3 separate regions of the Zea mays genome follow, and all the other regions are linked to region 1. The links are chromatin contacts, called in public Hi-C maps. All regions are on one chromosome and are shown on one strand. Each heading gives the region's core, a stretch centred on a gene start, on an enhancer-like site or on the middle of the called end of the contact. The rest is flanking DNA. Distances are from core to core; before and after follow the strand shown.

Region 1 (4,896 bases), core at 1,451-3,950:
ATATGCACGGGGAACAAGCACACCACACCAGTTGCGACTGCAAAGACCTAATTAACATGCCCTGGAAAAAGATAGCAGGGAAATATCCACCACATATATATTTGTATACTACTATGTTAGTAGTGCGTTTCCTCATTTGGCGATAAGCTATTTTTTTTTAAAATTAAAAAAATAGCAACCTGGCCAGTGCTAGCTATTCTGAGTATATGCATGAGATAAAGCATTTAACTGGGGGGCATCTGAATAAACATGAAGACCGGATTCTGTCTAGAAGCAGCAACTTTAATTGTTCCTACTAAAGGGCAGCTGATTCTCATTGTAATCGCACCGCCGTCTCGTCTAGCTAGCTAGGCCTGGTTATTTGTGTAGATGGAATTAGGTATTTGACCTGGAAGTTGGCCGGGGTTGCTCGAGTCAGCTAACCAGAGTTGCCTATTAGCGAAACCTGATTGATTGGGAGGAAGGAAGCGAAACCTGAACCGATCTGATTGATTGGGAGGAAGGAAGCGACCGGGCTGGGGAGGAACCTAGAATAGAATAGGACGAGTAGGACAATCCCCATCTTCCGTAGTAGTAGCAGTAGGCAATTGAACTCCTTTGGGGCATGTTCGGTTACACCAATGTATAATGGGATTGGAGATTAAATCCCTTCATAGTCACTATGAGGACTAGTTTGGAAACTCGAATTCCCTTCGGGATTGAAGAGAATTGAGAGGAAATTAGTTTATTTCCACCTTAGGGCTTGTTCGTTTTGTTCTCAATCCATGTGGATTGGGTGGGATTGGATAGGTTTCAATCCCAAATAAGTCAAAATCTTTCATAATTTTTTTCAATCCCATCCAATCCACACGGGATAGGAATAACCGAACAAGCCCTTAATCCCCTCCAATCCTGAAGGGGATTTGAGGTTCCCAAAGTAGCCCTGAGGGGATTTAATCTCCTACAATCCCCTTCTGAATTGGTGTAACCGAACAAGCCTTTGGGGAGGGGCTTAGTAATAGCGCACACAGGCAACAGCTAGGATCATATCGTGTAGGGACACAAAGTAACCAGTACCGTATCGCTACGATCAATCCAATTCAGTTCTGGACGATAGGAGCCATCCGTTTTCCTTTTCATTCGTTTCTCCCTCTCCCTTTCTTGTTCGTCTTCTCTATTATCTCTTTAAAGAGGGAGTAATACATTTAAATTCAAAAGAGGTAGTACCTTTAAAAAGAGAGAGTAAGAGTATGTTTGGTAGGACTTTGGCTCTTCTAAAAATGGTTCTGACTCCCGCTCCTCTGCAGAGTAGCAGCTCCACAGGAGTCCGTGCTTTTTAACCAATCATTTGGTGAAACGGTGTGGGCATCTAACCTCTCAGTAGTGCCTTGGTAATTAATGACAAATATGTGTGGACTGACGATTTCTCTGATAAAGTAAGGTTGCAGGTTGGTCCATGTACTACATCTAGTCTTCAAATGCTTGATGTTTTGGACATGATCTTGTATATATACCAAGGAACTATTAAATAGGGTTGTTGTTTCTATAATATTTAAATACAAGATGTTAGCTTAGATGGTTGCAACGCTGGCTGTAAAAATTGACACACTGGGTTTTGAGGTCGAGCTCTAGTGTCTTTTTTTTTTTGCAATCGTTCGGGACTGACTGAGCTCTAGCCTCTAGGTGTGCCTTTTTTTCCCGACCTGATCGATTGCACTCGTAGGTTTTTTCACGGTTTCAATGCATGCACACATGTAGTGGGAAGAGGAAGCGTGTCTCTGAGTAATTTGTCATGCCTAGGAGAATATGTGGACCACCTAGATCAAGGGTATCCTAGTCTAAAATGAGCTTCAAATGCTTAAACATAAAGTATTTACATCCAAAGTGAAGACCCCTTAAAGTATTTGAAGACTGGATGGAATACATGTGAGCTACTTAGAGTCTTGAACGACTTTGGTGGAAACCGTTAATACAACTCAAGGCAAGGTAAACAATGGATTTTTCATTTTGCCGGTGATTAGAGAAGTAAATTGATCATGTCAGTAGGCTACATAGTCCTACTATATCAAGAGGCAAACAAACAACACAAATTATTAGGTGGATTATTATATAATCTTGATAACTAGATATCATTATATGATTATATAATCTATAAGGTGGATTATATAATCCTGGAAGTCAACAAATTGTGTCTTAAGCTAAGGCCGTGCGCTCCACATAGTGGACGACCTATGTTATTAGGTAGATGACGTCCAAAATGATTAACCAGAGAACCAATGAAAAATAACAAAATCATATATTATTATTATTATTTGCTCGAAAATAGATTCCGGGGAAGATAATTCCTTTTCTGGATTTGGAAAGAAATAAAGAATCCGGTCTTTATGTAGCACCTTTATTTATTTATTTCCTTACCATCTCTGTAGACAACAACAACAACAAAGAAAAAAAAAGATGAGATCGATATATTCCCGCGCGCGTTCCTTTCTTTATTTGCTGTTTTTTTTTTGTTTTTGGCAAAGTGTCACTGTACCTTTGGCCGCCGCGGAAGGCACTGTCGTTTGACTGGTAGTACATCTGATACTACTACCTACCGGTCCGGACAGAATAATGACACACGCACTGCCGCACTGGCACTGCACTTGCGCGGGAAAGGGAGGGGGCCCCACGTACCTGCGTGCTTTCCATTTCTAGCAGTAGCAGAGGCCGTCCGATCCATTGGCGGCGGCGTTGGTCCTGTGGGCTGCTGCCTGCACCGGCACGGCGGCTGGCCAGTGGCCACCATACCAGTATACCACCGCCCCCCGCCCCGTTTGTGTGGCGGGAAAAACGTACAGTGCGACCACGTCGCCGTCTTCTCTTCCTGTTGGACACGGCAGCTAGCAACGTCGTCATGGCCGCAAGCCCACAACACTGTTGCCTCTTGGCCGTCTCAAGGGACAAGTTGTACCAGCTCCCTCTGCTCACAGCCCGGATAATAATAATAATACTTGTTGTAAACAAAGCTAATAATAATGAAAAATAACATATATATATAAATCTTGATGCCCTTTCCAGAAAAAGCGGGTGCAGGTATGAAAGGTCGTCAAAAGGAGCAGGAGAGGAGATGCGTTGGCGATGAGCTTCCTGCCTTTCCCGTTACGTTTGCCTACCTTCACACATTCTACATTTGTAGAAGATGCCTGAAGTGGAAGGTGCCTAGGCCTAGGTTCACATGTTTATTTATGGAAAGCGACATTTGACAAAGAACGCGATTCCGATAGTGCTCTCACAGTCTCACTTCACATCCATTCCATCCATGTATCATGCGTTGTAGTGACGATAAGCCGCCGGTCGTAGGAGTGATCTACATAGATTTATATGACATACATGTATGTCACGGTACAATGCATGTCTTACATGCACGTACGTACGTAGTTATTGCCGGCGGTAACAGTGTACCTTTGCTACTTTGCCTTTGTCTTGCTTCGTCTCGACGCAAGCTTCACAATGATGCCATGTGTCATTTCTGCTTCTTCTTGCTCCAACATCAACCAGATTCAAAGGTCCAAACTCGAAACCCGTCCGCTTATGGTTTTGATGCCCAAACCACTTGACGTCTCTTTCTGTGCGAGAGTAGTGTATCTGATATATTCTTTCCATGATGTTTGCCAAATAAAACTAGTTCTATTGAGGGATGGGGAATTCCCACTAGTTTAGGTGGTCACGAGGTTAAATACAGCTTCCTCAATTTTGCTTTAACAATATAGTCTTTGTAGATTAATCTTTTTACACCAAGTAAGGACAAATTTAAGAGCGATGTTACGTGTACGTAGATGCACGAGAACTATATATAATATAAGTAATTTTTGGACACAAAGCGATATAATATAGTTTCTGGTTCGTCTAACAAACTAATTAAACGCTAGCTCGGTATCGTCGTTTTATGACGATGATGGATTTGACGTTAATTGCTTCTTTGTGGGGAATTCATCGGATCGTACATTCGTATTCATGTCGAGGAGAGGTGCAAGTGGACTCGATGGATGGGAATGCGCACAGTCTGCCTCAGCTAGAAAAATCGTAGATTTCTACTCCCTCCGCTCCAATTTATAAATTCGTTTAATTTTTACACCAAATTTGACATACTTGTCTTATTCAAAATTTTGCAAAAATATATAAAAAAATCAAAGCTACACTTAAAGTATATTATATGCTAAACGGTATCACACTAAAAAAATTAAATAAATTGTAAATTGAAATGGAGGGACTAGCATTTAAAATCTCGAACTGGAACTGATGATCTAAATAGACTAGCTTTCGTTATCCTGTCTACTACAGGAATGATATTTAGTACCGGTTGAAGGTAAACACTATTATTTTTTAGTATCTTACTTTTTAAATGTCTAGATATGTCTAATTCGGGTCTATTTGGTTGGTTCTCAGAAATTCAATTAAACAAACTAAATCTATTAATTATAGCAAACACTTTGATAATTGTGTAAAATTGAATATGTATGTCTATATACTGCAGAAAAAACGTCACAAAGAGTTTGGTATAGAAAAAAGAAAAAGAAACAAATATTCTTTATCGAGTGTTGAGGGAAGACACTCCGTAAAGTATACTTTTGCCGAGGGTTTGCCAGGTTACAATCGACAAAAAGAAGATAATTCCCAAGTGTCAACGTTTGACACTCGGGAAAGTTAATGGCCGTCAACAATAGACGACTCTTGACGACCCTTACCGAGTGTCGCATTTTGCCGAGAGCTTGGCATTCGGTAAAACCTCTTTTGCCGAGTGTTTTTCTATGTCGAGTGTTCCGCTCTCGACATACGAGATCTGTCCCGAGAGCCTTATTAGTTCGCCGAGAGTGACACTCGACAAAGAATGCTTTGCCGAGTGTCCGATTAATTACACTCGGTAAAGTGCTGAGCACT
Region 2 (4,896 bases), core at 1,417-3,916, 190 kb after region 1:
CTGTTAAATTTTATGCCTAATCTTACAGTGCATTTACATGGGACCATATTTGTATCTGTACATGGAAACAAAATATATATATGTAACTTGATAGACTAGCTCAGTAGTTTGTTTGGGTTTCATTTTGAACCTTAGTATTAATAACTTGATAGATCAGGTCAGTAGTTTGGTTGAGTTTCATTTTCAACCTTAGCATTCATAACTTGATAGATCAGCTCAGTTTTTTGTTTGAGTTTCATTTGGGACCTTAGTATTCATTATTCAATACATGAATCAGCAAAACACAAAGATTGTGAAGCCTTTTTTTGTGGCAACCTGTGCAAATCTTATTTTTCTGCCTAATCCTTATTTATAGTGACAAAGAGAAATTAGGTAAGGCTTATAATTTCTTTCTTTTTTCCAGTGTGGAAAGTAGCGCTCAGAAGTCACTTCTGCACCTTTCTGAGCATCTTGAAGTTTCGTCGCCGGCGGCAACAACCTGCCTGTAGCGATTCGACGTAGGCATCCCTGTTCCTCTCCTCCTGAGGCTTGTCTCCTCGCCATATCGTCGATGTAGCCTGAGTGCAGGGCCGTGATATTCCAATTGTCCATCGTGTGATCAAGGTAGCAAGCTACTGTATTTAATAGTTTGATTCTATTGTAGATTATATACCATACTTGGATTGCGGCTTGAGTTTTCTTTTGTCCCCTCATAGGTTCATGAGCGCCATGATACGGTGGACTCTGACATTCTCACGAAAGGTAGCCATATTTTTTTACAGCTGCTTTATTTTGCTTCATGAGCATTTTCAAGAACAGAAATAAACTAATTGTGTCTCATCAGGTGACAATAATCCCGGGGATGACCGAGTCCTGTACGCACATGGGCAGCTTTGGCTGCAGCGACAGCACATCATTGGACGGGCTGTTGGGTGAGTTTTTCTTCCCACTTGACTCTTGAGGGAATACATTACATTCACTGTCATGACTGATGATTAACGATTGTTTACTCCATCTGACTCTTGTTCCCTGTTATTTAATGTTAACACTTGAGCAGCTATCTGCCTTATGCTGGGTGGCTTACAATCGTCATGACGGAGAAACCAGTCCTCAAGGTATGAGCATTCTGGTTTATTAGGCACATAGTGGTTGAACAAATGGAGTGTTAAACAAATGGCCAGTGCTTTAGTGTTGGGCTGAGTTTGTTACAAGTAATAGGAGGGTCTGTTACTGGTGTGTTTTTGGTTGACTGCTGTCGTTTGTTGGTGCAGTATCTTCTAATTGGTGCACTGGGGCTGCTGGTGGTAGCATCCAAGGAGTGACGTTAAAGGTAGGATGGATGAACAGTGAGAAGAGTATGCGGAGAGGAGAAAAGCTGTAGAGAAACACAATTGTTATGTTGAAGAAAGTTGTATTGCATACATGATACAATGTTGGAGTACAAGTATATATAATATCTCATCCTGTGTTAAACTATACTGCATGTATGACATGATTGATTGTCTTGCAACCAGAATATGATCAGGATCCACGACCTAGATTTATTGGTGTTGTGGAAACCAAGATTATCATGTCATTATACGGTTCCATTGCAACGCACGGGCATTCACCTAGTTTCTATCTATTTCCTTGGTGTTTTTATCTCCTTTTCTTTTATGTTTATTTTGGTTAAATTTTTGAAAAAAAACATATTAAATCACTACAAAATTAAAAAACTTCATGCCTAGAGTTTTGTTGAACTCTACATGAGTAGACCTATATAGCAAACATATGATATGATATACTTTAGTATATTTTTTTGTTGTAGCTTTAGATGGATCATATATGACTGTAGCTATGGGTTAATTACATAAAAGCAGATATCTAAAGATATAATAAAAAATATACTAAATCACAGCATATCATATATTCATCCTGTGTATATATACAGATACACTTATATATGCCCAACAAATTTGAATTTTCTATTTTTATATTTGATCTACTATAATTTTTTAGAAAAAAGCAGCCTAAATAATATAATGCCCCATTTGGATCACTGGAATTGAATTCCATTCTAATAATAGTAATTTAGGCATATATCAATTAAGTTAATTCGCTTTTATACAAAATATATTTGTATACTATTATTAGCAAGATGTCCTAGATATTTATGTGCTACATTTTTACTATAGAGGAGTGGAACGAAGAGTGTCATGTAAGTTACAGAGTATAAACAAATTCTACTCATGCATAAAATCATTTCCTATCCTCCACCATATGAATTTGAGATAGACTTATATCTGAACTTTGGAAAGTGGTGGAATGCCAAATTCCAAACTAAATTAATTATTTTATTGAGTGAATTCTAATTCCTTTAAAATGAAGGGATCCAAACGCCCCGTGAAAGAAAAAACCACACATGAAAACCACCATGAAGGTCACGTGTTCAATTTGGAGGCGAGAGATGAGTTGTATTGTATCTGATTTTATAGTTCGTGAGAGGAAAAAAAACGAATTTCCTCCAAAATCCAAATGATGCATGGGGGGCACTACAGCCCTTTAATCTCTGAAGCCCATCACTGCAGGTATTAGGCTTTGAGCCCACTGCTGCAACCACTGGGCTTTTAGTTAAGCCATCGTCGCATTAGAAAGGAAGCCCGCGATCCATCTCTGATCGTGGGAGGCAAGAGATCACACGCACACAGCACACTCGCATCCCAGGCAGAACCCTCGCCGCCTCCGCCGCCGATGACGTCCGTGCGCAGCTGTGCCGCGTCGTTAACCCCGTCGATCCGCGGGATGTCGGGGCTGGTCCGGCAGGAGGCACTGCGGCGCGAGCTGGACGGGTGCCAGCTGCTGGCGGGCATCTGGTGCCACGGGTTCACGGTGGCGCAGCTGCGGAGCATCCGCGCGTCGCTGCCCGACGCGGCGCGGCTGGTGGTGGCGAAGAACTCGGACATGGCGGCGGCGGTGGCGGGCACCCGGTGGGAGGCGCTGAGGCCGTGCGCGCGGGGCATGAACGCGTGGCTGTTCGTGCGCTCCGACGAGATCCCGCCGGCGCTCAAGCCCTACCGCGACTTCCAGAAGGAGTGGAAGCTGCAGCTCAACGACTTCACCGGCGCCGTCTACGAGGGACGGCTCTACGGGCCCGACGACTTCGCGCAGCTCGAGAACATGCCCACCAGGGCGCAGTCCTACCAGTACCTCCTCGGATGCCTGCAGATGCCCGCCGTCAACGTCCTCGCCGTCCTACGGGCGCGTCAGGAGGCACTGTCCGCGGAGGCCGACAAGCCGCCCGCCGAGGGGGAGGGGGAGGCGGCCGCGCCGGCTGAGAAGTGACCCGTCGACAAGGTCTCTTGCCGCTCGTCTCACTCTGCCTCTGCCTCTGCCTTGTTGTATGGTTTTGCAGCTGCGGCTTGGCTTAAAGGAAGGTCCTTTTTTCAGTCAGTCCCTCTTGTGCGCCTCAAATTTGTTCAGTTCAGGATACATGTAGTAGGAAAACTGATATATAATACTACCATGAACTCCATTCTGGAAGTTGGACTGATTTTTAATTGTCATTTCTGGTTCAGAAATCAGACTCCAAAAAAGGTTTAGCCGCGGGTGCATTTCAGTTGAAAATTAAGTTTGGTATTGCGATGTGTAGTTATTTGAAATTTAAATCTGGTCAATGTTGTGGTGTATTGGTTTTTTTTGAAAGGAATTTGGCATTGTGCACCTGCAAATTGGAATGAAGTGCGCTGGAAACAGCACCAGAACATGTTCCCAAGCCGTGCTGACGCTTGAACATTTGAAGATAGAGATCTGATGATCATGCAGCATATTGCTTTTTTATAATTAATGTCCAATGACCTGTCTTTGTTATCGTATATAAACATAATACTGCATACATTCTTCTTCATGAAGGGGACAGGTTTGGTACAACGACAAGAGCTGTCTCAGGTTCAAAGGCTTTGCCTTGGTTTATATCTTCTTCAGCACCGGGTCTGCCCTTCCTGTATATGCCAAATAAATTGTTCTTTAGCGGGATATTATTTTATTTCCACCTCAATCCCCTTCGATCTCTAAAATAGTTTGCCATGTCCAGTTAGCCGCTGGTGCTCTCAGTGAGACAGGATCACAGGAACCTTCATGCATCCGACGATGGCGTTGCAAATTCTTCTCTAGCTGTTTCATGCCACATATGTCACACTGGACATGTTGATGGTAGGATTGATTATGCATCTTGAGGCATTCATGTTTGAAAAGAACTTAATGCAGCCTGGTTCACAGCAGATAACTTCTGTGTATTCCAGTTCCAGCATGACTGCACCACAAGTTTATCATGACAGAGAAACTACCATCAACGTTGATAATAAGCACTTGCGCACATATTAGTATGCAGGATAGACGAAAAGCATGCAATAAGGCAGAAGGCATAAAATATCATCAATACACTACACAAACTGGATTTTCAAAGTGTGCTATTTAAACTCAGTATCAAGGCCTTACTGCATTTTTGCAGTTCTTTGGGATCCAACGATTCACTCTCCGGTAGATATAAGAAACTCTGAAACTAACCACCAGTGCTGATGGTTGGCTTAGGTCGGGCTAGGGTCGTTAACAGGTGCTGGGGCTCTTGGATGGGGTGGGCTGCTTTCTGCAGCCGAGATTATTGTTATTATAAAGCACGACATAGTGGGTTTGGACAAAATGGAGGCTCAGAGGACGGCTTCAACATTTTGGAGACGCAGACGACGGCCATACAATGACACGATGAAGTCATTAGACGCTGCGGACACCGATTAAAGCTCATTGAGCTCACGCAATCAGACACCTGTTCGTGAAAGTTGTCTAGAGGGGTGAATAGGTGAAACCTGAAAATTTATAAACTTAAACACATACTAGGGCCGGAGTTAGCATTAGAATTAAATTCAAGTCCGAAAGAATATTTCT
Region 3 (4,896 bases), core at 936-3,435, 180 kb before region 1:
ATTCATTTGCATGTAATTTGAGAGACTGTAACGAGGAAAAGAAACACACTCACAGCTAGAAAAGGCAGCATAGAGAATATAATGACAAGCAAGGCAAGGTTCCATGGTCCGAATTCCAACTCTGAGATGTAACACCTAGCAAGTGGCTTTTAGCTGTCCTGGTCACACTGGTGTATTTGGAAGGATGCTGAGAGAGGCCCTGATTCCTCAATCATAAAATTATTGTGGACCTCCGTGTCGTCTGGTATCCGTAAAGCAGAGAGAGAAAAAAATCTAGGACAATGACATTATCCTTAGCCTCCCACAGGCACCAGATTCTACTTACCATTGCAATAGTGTCAACTACTATAGCTGCTCGTCCCTTGCACTCTGCAGTGGTGAGTGGTGACTGGAGGGGGTAAATAACTGGCTGGACCACGACTCAATTGACCAATGAGTCATGGGATGCTTACTGGTAAGCGTCTTAGGTGTACTGCGTACAGTTGAGTGGTAGTATGTAGTACATATTTTCTTCAATGGAAAAAAGGGTCACTTTCTTTTGGAGATATAATTCAAAGATCCTTCATCCTTTAGGGCTAACTCATTTTTCTAAGAGATTTCCATTTTCGCAAGAGAAAGTTGATTTTCCCTTAGGAAATGGAGTTGCCAAACTAGTTCTTAGCGAAAAATATCAGTGACATGTTTCACCGTCATGGAATGGAGGCAGTGCAGATCTGTTTCCCCATCCATGATTTGAGTCAAAAGCGTCTGTACTTAGAGGCACCTGCTACAGAATTATGCACGGAATTTCTTCCGGTGATGTAAAGCAAAGCAATTCAGGGAACCAAAGTAACGCAGGGAAAAAAAGATTGCTTTTGAAGAAAGGTATATGCTGGAACCGAACGGGGCTGCCAAAGTCAGTGGCCCTTCTAGCTGCTTTTCCCCAAATCAGGAACAAGCAAAAGGCCTGATGAATTAACAGTTTCTGGAAGGTGGAAGCTGCTCCAGAATGAAGGAATAATAAATACTAGTAGAGGCGGGCCATGAGTTGCTACTTGCTAAGCGAAAGGGGGCTGGCTGCTAATTGAAGGGGCAAGCAAAGTTCATCTCGAGATCCACGCTAGCGCCGGGTAGAAGTAACTGGAATATCCTACGACACCTTTGCAACAAGCAATCGAAGGTTAGGAAGAACCTGGATTTTAGATGGTTGTTTATCCTCTTGATTGATGGCCTCTCATTTCTGAGGAAAGTTGCCTACACAAAAATGCAGCTTTTTTTGTTTTGTTTCCCCTCTAAACTATTATACCTACTGCTCCGTAGCTAACGCAGCAGCAAAGCCAAAACTGAATGGTGGAAATCAAACGCTGAATCATCACAAAATCCCCGACTTTTGTGCACCGGTAGAATATAATAAAAACTGGAAGAAAAATCCAATCTTCCCTTAGCAGAGGAATTTTTTGAACCGCGCATGGAAACCAAATGAATCGCGCATGCCGGTGTTGGGGATTGAAAAGAGGACCTGGATCGGGGAGAGGTTGCGGCCGTAGAACATGGTGGACGTCTCCGGCACGAGCATGCCAGTGTTGGGGTCCCGCGCGAGGCGCCTCATGCCGGCGCAGGCGTGGCCGTCGCGGAGGCAGGCGCTGATGGTGGCCCAGTACTGTGGGTCGGCGACGCGGTCGCGGAGCCAGCCTCCGTAGTCGGAGAGCTGGTACTCGGGGAAGCGGCGGTTCATGACGACCTGGCCGTCGCCGCGGTCGGTGACGGCGAAGGCGAAGACGATGAAGAAGAGAAGCGCGAGGACGACGAAGAACATGGCGAAGAGGTAGAGGCGGAGCAGCCAGGTCTGGCGGTAGCAGGCGCCGGCGAAGCCCATGAGGGAGATGACCATGAGGACGAGCCCCACAATGATGATGGGCCACTGCAGGAAGCGGATGCAGTCGGTGGAGTTGGCCCGCGACGCCAGCCAGATGCCGCCGCCCAGGATCGGGATCGAGATCAGGAAGGTGATGAAGTTGATGATCCCCAGCACGCTCGAGCCCCCGCGCAGCATCTTGCTCTTGCTCTTCCTCCTGGCTGCTGCCTCCTGGCCTTCTCTTCTCTTCCTCGGCCTGCTGTTGTTGCTCCGCTTCTTGACTCCGCGCTTCTCTTTCTCTCTCTACCTGTGCTGGGCTGTGCCGTTGCCTGCTCTGCTTTGTGCGTGCGTGGTGAGTGAGGGAGGGAGACAGGGCGGTTGGTTTTTAGCGAGGTCGAGGAGCACGCTGCGGCTGTACGGGAGAGCAGATGCAAGGCAGCATAAGCCAGGCCAGCAGCTTGGACTGGACAAGCGCTTTGGCTTAAAAGCCATTAGCCATTTGCAACAGGGCCGAAACCCGACATTAAGGACTAGTTTGGGAACACTATTTTCTCAAGAAATTATTGTTTTTCTAAAGAAAAATAAACTAATTTTCCTTGAAAAAATAAAAATCTCTTAGAAAAAAAGATTCTCAAACTAGCCCTAAAGTTATTGAGTCTGGATCGTTCGCTACGGGTTGGTGCGGGTTTAATTCAACTGTGGCTGCAGTTTCTACAGTATTTTATCTCTATGAATTGTAGCTAGAGCAGTATGAACAACTGCAGCCACAGCTGCCAGCCGAGCAGCCGAATAGGTTGTCAGTTCCACTAATCTATATTACTCTATTAAGAACCTAACGTCAGCGTCCACACTCTGCCCCCACCCCCGCCTGCCCCCCCCACTCGGCGACGTCCACACTCTCGCCCACGCAAGGCCGTGGATCTTGTGACTGGAGTTGATGTGTCTCCTACTACTACTCTCTCTCTCTCTCACTCACTTCCCCCACCACCACCGCGCTCCTCTGCCCCCTCTCATACCCTTTCCCTCGTGGCATCCTCCGATGGACGCCAAAGGCCACCGTGCCTCCCGCTCCTCGTGGCGACACCCGGCATGCTGCCCTCCCTATTAAGCGTCCACAACCCTACCGCCGATGCCCGCCCACCCGCCTTGCTCGCCTTCACCTCCGCACCGCTCGGAGCGCCCCCATGAAAACATCCTGCTCGTGATGCGCCCATGTCTGTCGCCGCCCGTGCTCCTCTCCCCTCTGCCACCTCCAACGGATCTAGGAGTAGGACCATCGCCGCCTCCAAGGCTGATGCCTCGACTATCTACCTCTCCCTCGCCCCTCTCCTCTGTCGCCTCCATTGGATCTGGGAGCAGCGCGTCATGTGGAAACCCTCTGGCGAATGGCACGAAAGGCAGGAAGGGGAGGACTACGACAAGCTCAGATCTGACGTAGGAGGCTACTTGTGTCCATGACACTTCGTGGCCCTCGCTCGTTTGCCTCGTCGTCCTTGTCACGCTCTTCACTCTCCCCGTCGAGAAGGTTAGGGTTTCTCCCCTCTCAATCGACACATCGTCTTACCAGTTAGCTCTAGTGTCGTGTCCCTGCTCCTTGAGCTAGCGGACATCGAGTCCCTAGAAGCTGTCGGGAGACCTTGTTTAAACTTGCTCGTCCTCTCCAATGTGGTCAGCATCCAAATCTGCCCCCATCCAACCACCAGCCTTGCGGCGGGGGGTTGAGGTGAAGGATGTCAGCGACAATGGAGGAGCAGATGCTGGTGACTCTAAATTCACGCAGTCACGACTCACCTGAGGCCAACCCCGGGCGGGAGACACAGTCACGACTCACCCGAGGCCAACCTTGGGCAGGAGACGCAGTCACGACTTGTCCGAGGCCAACCCCGGGCGGGAGACGCAGTCACGACTCGCCAGAGGCCAACCTCGAGCGTGATACGGTCACAACTCACTCGAGGGCGGGAGACGCACCTCGGATAGGAGAAGCATTCACCACTCACCCGAGGCCAACCTTGGGCGGCAGACGCATCCACAACTCGCCCCGAGGCCAACCCTGGGCAGGAGACACAGTCACCAGTCACCCAAGGCCAACCCCAGGCGGGAGACGCAGCCATGACTTGCCCGAGGGCGGAATACACGGTCACGACACGCCTGAGGCCAACCTAGGGCAGGAGAGGCAATCACGACTCACCCGAGGCTAACCTCGGGCGGGAGACGTAGTCACCACTCGTTCGAGGGCAACCTCGGGTGGGACACGCAATCACAACTCGCTTGAGGGTGGGAGATGTGGTCACCACTCGCCCGAGGCCAACCTCGGGCGGGAGATGCACCTCGAGCGAGAGACGCAATCCTGACTCGCCCGAGGGCGGGAGACGTGCTCACGACTCGTCCGAGGCCAACCCCGGGCGGGAGACGCAGTCATGACTCGCTCGAGGGCGGGAGACGCGGTCACGACTTGTCTGAGGCCAACCCCGGGCGGGAGACGTAGTCATGACTCGCCCAAGGGCGGGAGACGCGGTCACGACTCGTCCGAGGCCAACCCCGGGCGGGAGACACAGTCACACGTCTAAGGCCAACCCTGAGGGGAGACATAGTCATGACTCGCCCGAGGCCAACCCCGGGCGGGAGAAGCAGTCACGACTCGTCCGAGGCCAATCCTGGGCGGGAGACGCAGTCACCGCTCGCCCGAGGCCAACCCAGGGCGGGATACACAGTCACGACTCGCTCGAGGCCATCTTCCGGCCTATATAGAACTTCTAGTCATCATCTAATACACTAGCTAACAATATATTTATATAGTATTTGTTTCTAAATTTTATAGTGATCAACTGACCTCAACAAAACCCTCTAGCTCCGCCCTTGATTTGGACAAATTTAATAATACAGCCAACCGCTTATTATAAGGCTATTATCAACAGCTTTCATAACTCATCTTTCGTTTTAAACTCCACTCTACAAATTGTGTTGTGCAAAAATAGTGTTTTACACTGCTATATACATGAACATGATTTGCTGGACACAGCCTAAGGGTCTTTACGACTCACCATTTAGCTCGTTTGTATAGT

What was found. A called contact is a pair of places that touch in the nucleus more often than the background predicts.
Region 2: a contact with region 1 is called in a Hi-C map of bundle sheath, with 3 times the contacts expected there. The contact joins the promoter of LOC100285698 here to the enhancer-like site in region 1. A contact is called at or near these places in 2 of 25 Hi-C or Micro-C datasets (bundle sheath and leaf).
Region 3: a Hi-C map of tassel shows a contact between it and region 1, with 2.3 times the contacts expected there. The contact joins the promoter of LOC100282127 here to the enhancer-like site in region 1. A contact is called at or near these places in 4 of 25 Hi-C or Micro-C datasets (ear, leaf and tassel).

The regions. Positions count from the first base shown.
Region 1 is chr8:135,588,156-135,593,051 of Zm-B73-REFERENCE-NAM-5.0, forward strand. No RefSeq gene overlaps it. Among protein-coding and RNA genes, the nearest start is that of LOC100193464, 14 kb to the left of the region's middle. Within about 2 kb of position 2,701, at least 18 of the 20 cell types and tissues checked have an H3K27ac peak or open chromatin away from gene starts, as enhancers often do. A contact at or near this core is called in bundle sheath, ear, leaf and 1 more, where this site is marked.
Region 2 is chr8:135,782,866-135,787,761 of Zm-B73-REFERENCE-NAM-5.0, forward strand. LOC100285698 (50S ribosomal protein L10, chloroplastic-like) reads left to right here and starts at 2,667. Exons shown (of 1, transcript NM_001158589.2): 1 at 2,667-3,515. The coding sequence starts at 2,710. The coding sequence ends at 3,300. LOC103637302 (signal peptidase complex catalytic subunit SEC11C-like) reads left to right here and starts at 269. Exons shown (of 6, transcript XM_020543124.2): 1 at 269-317; 2 at 404-484; 3 at 563-603; 4 at 696-741; 5 at 824-911; 6 at 1,037-1,138. The coding sequence starts at 269. The coding sequence ends at 1,100.
Region 3 is chr8:135,406,724-135,411,619 of Zm-B73-REFERENCE-NAM-5.0, forward strand. LOC100282127 (senescence-associated protein) reads right to left here and starts at 2,186. Exons shown (of 2, transcript NM_001368937.1): 1 at 1,499-2,186. The coding sequence starts at 2,032.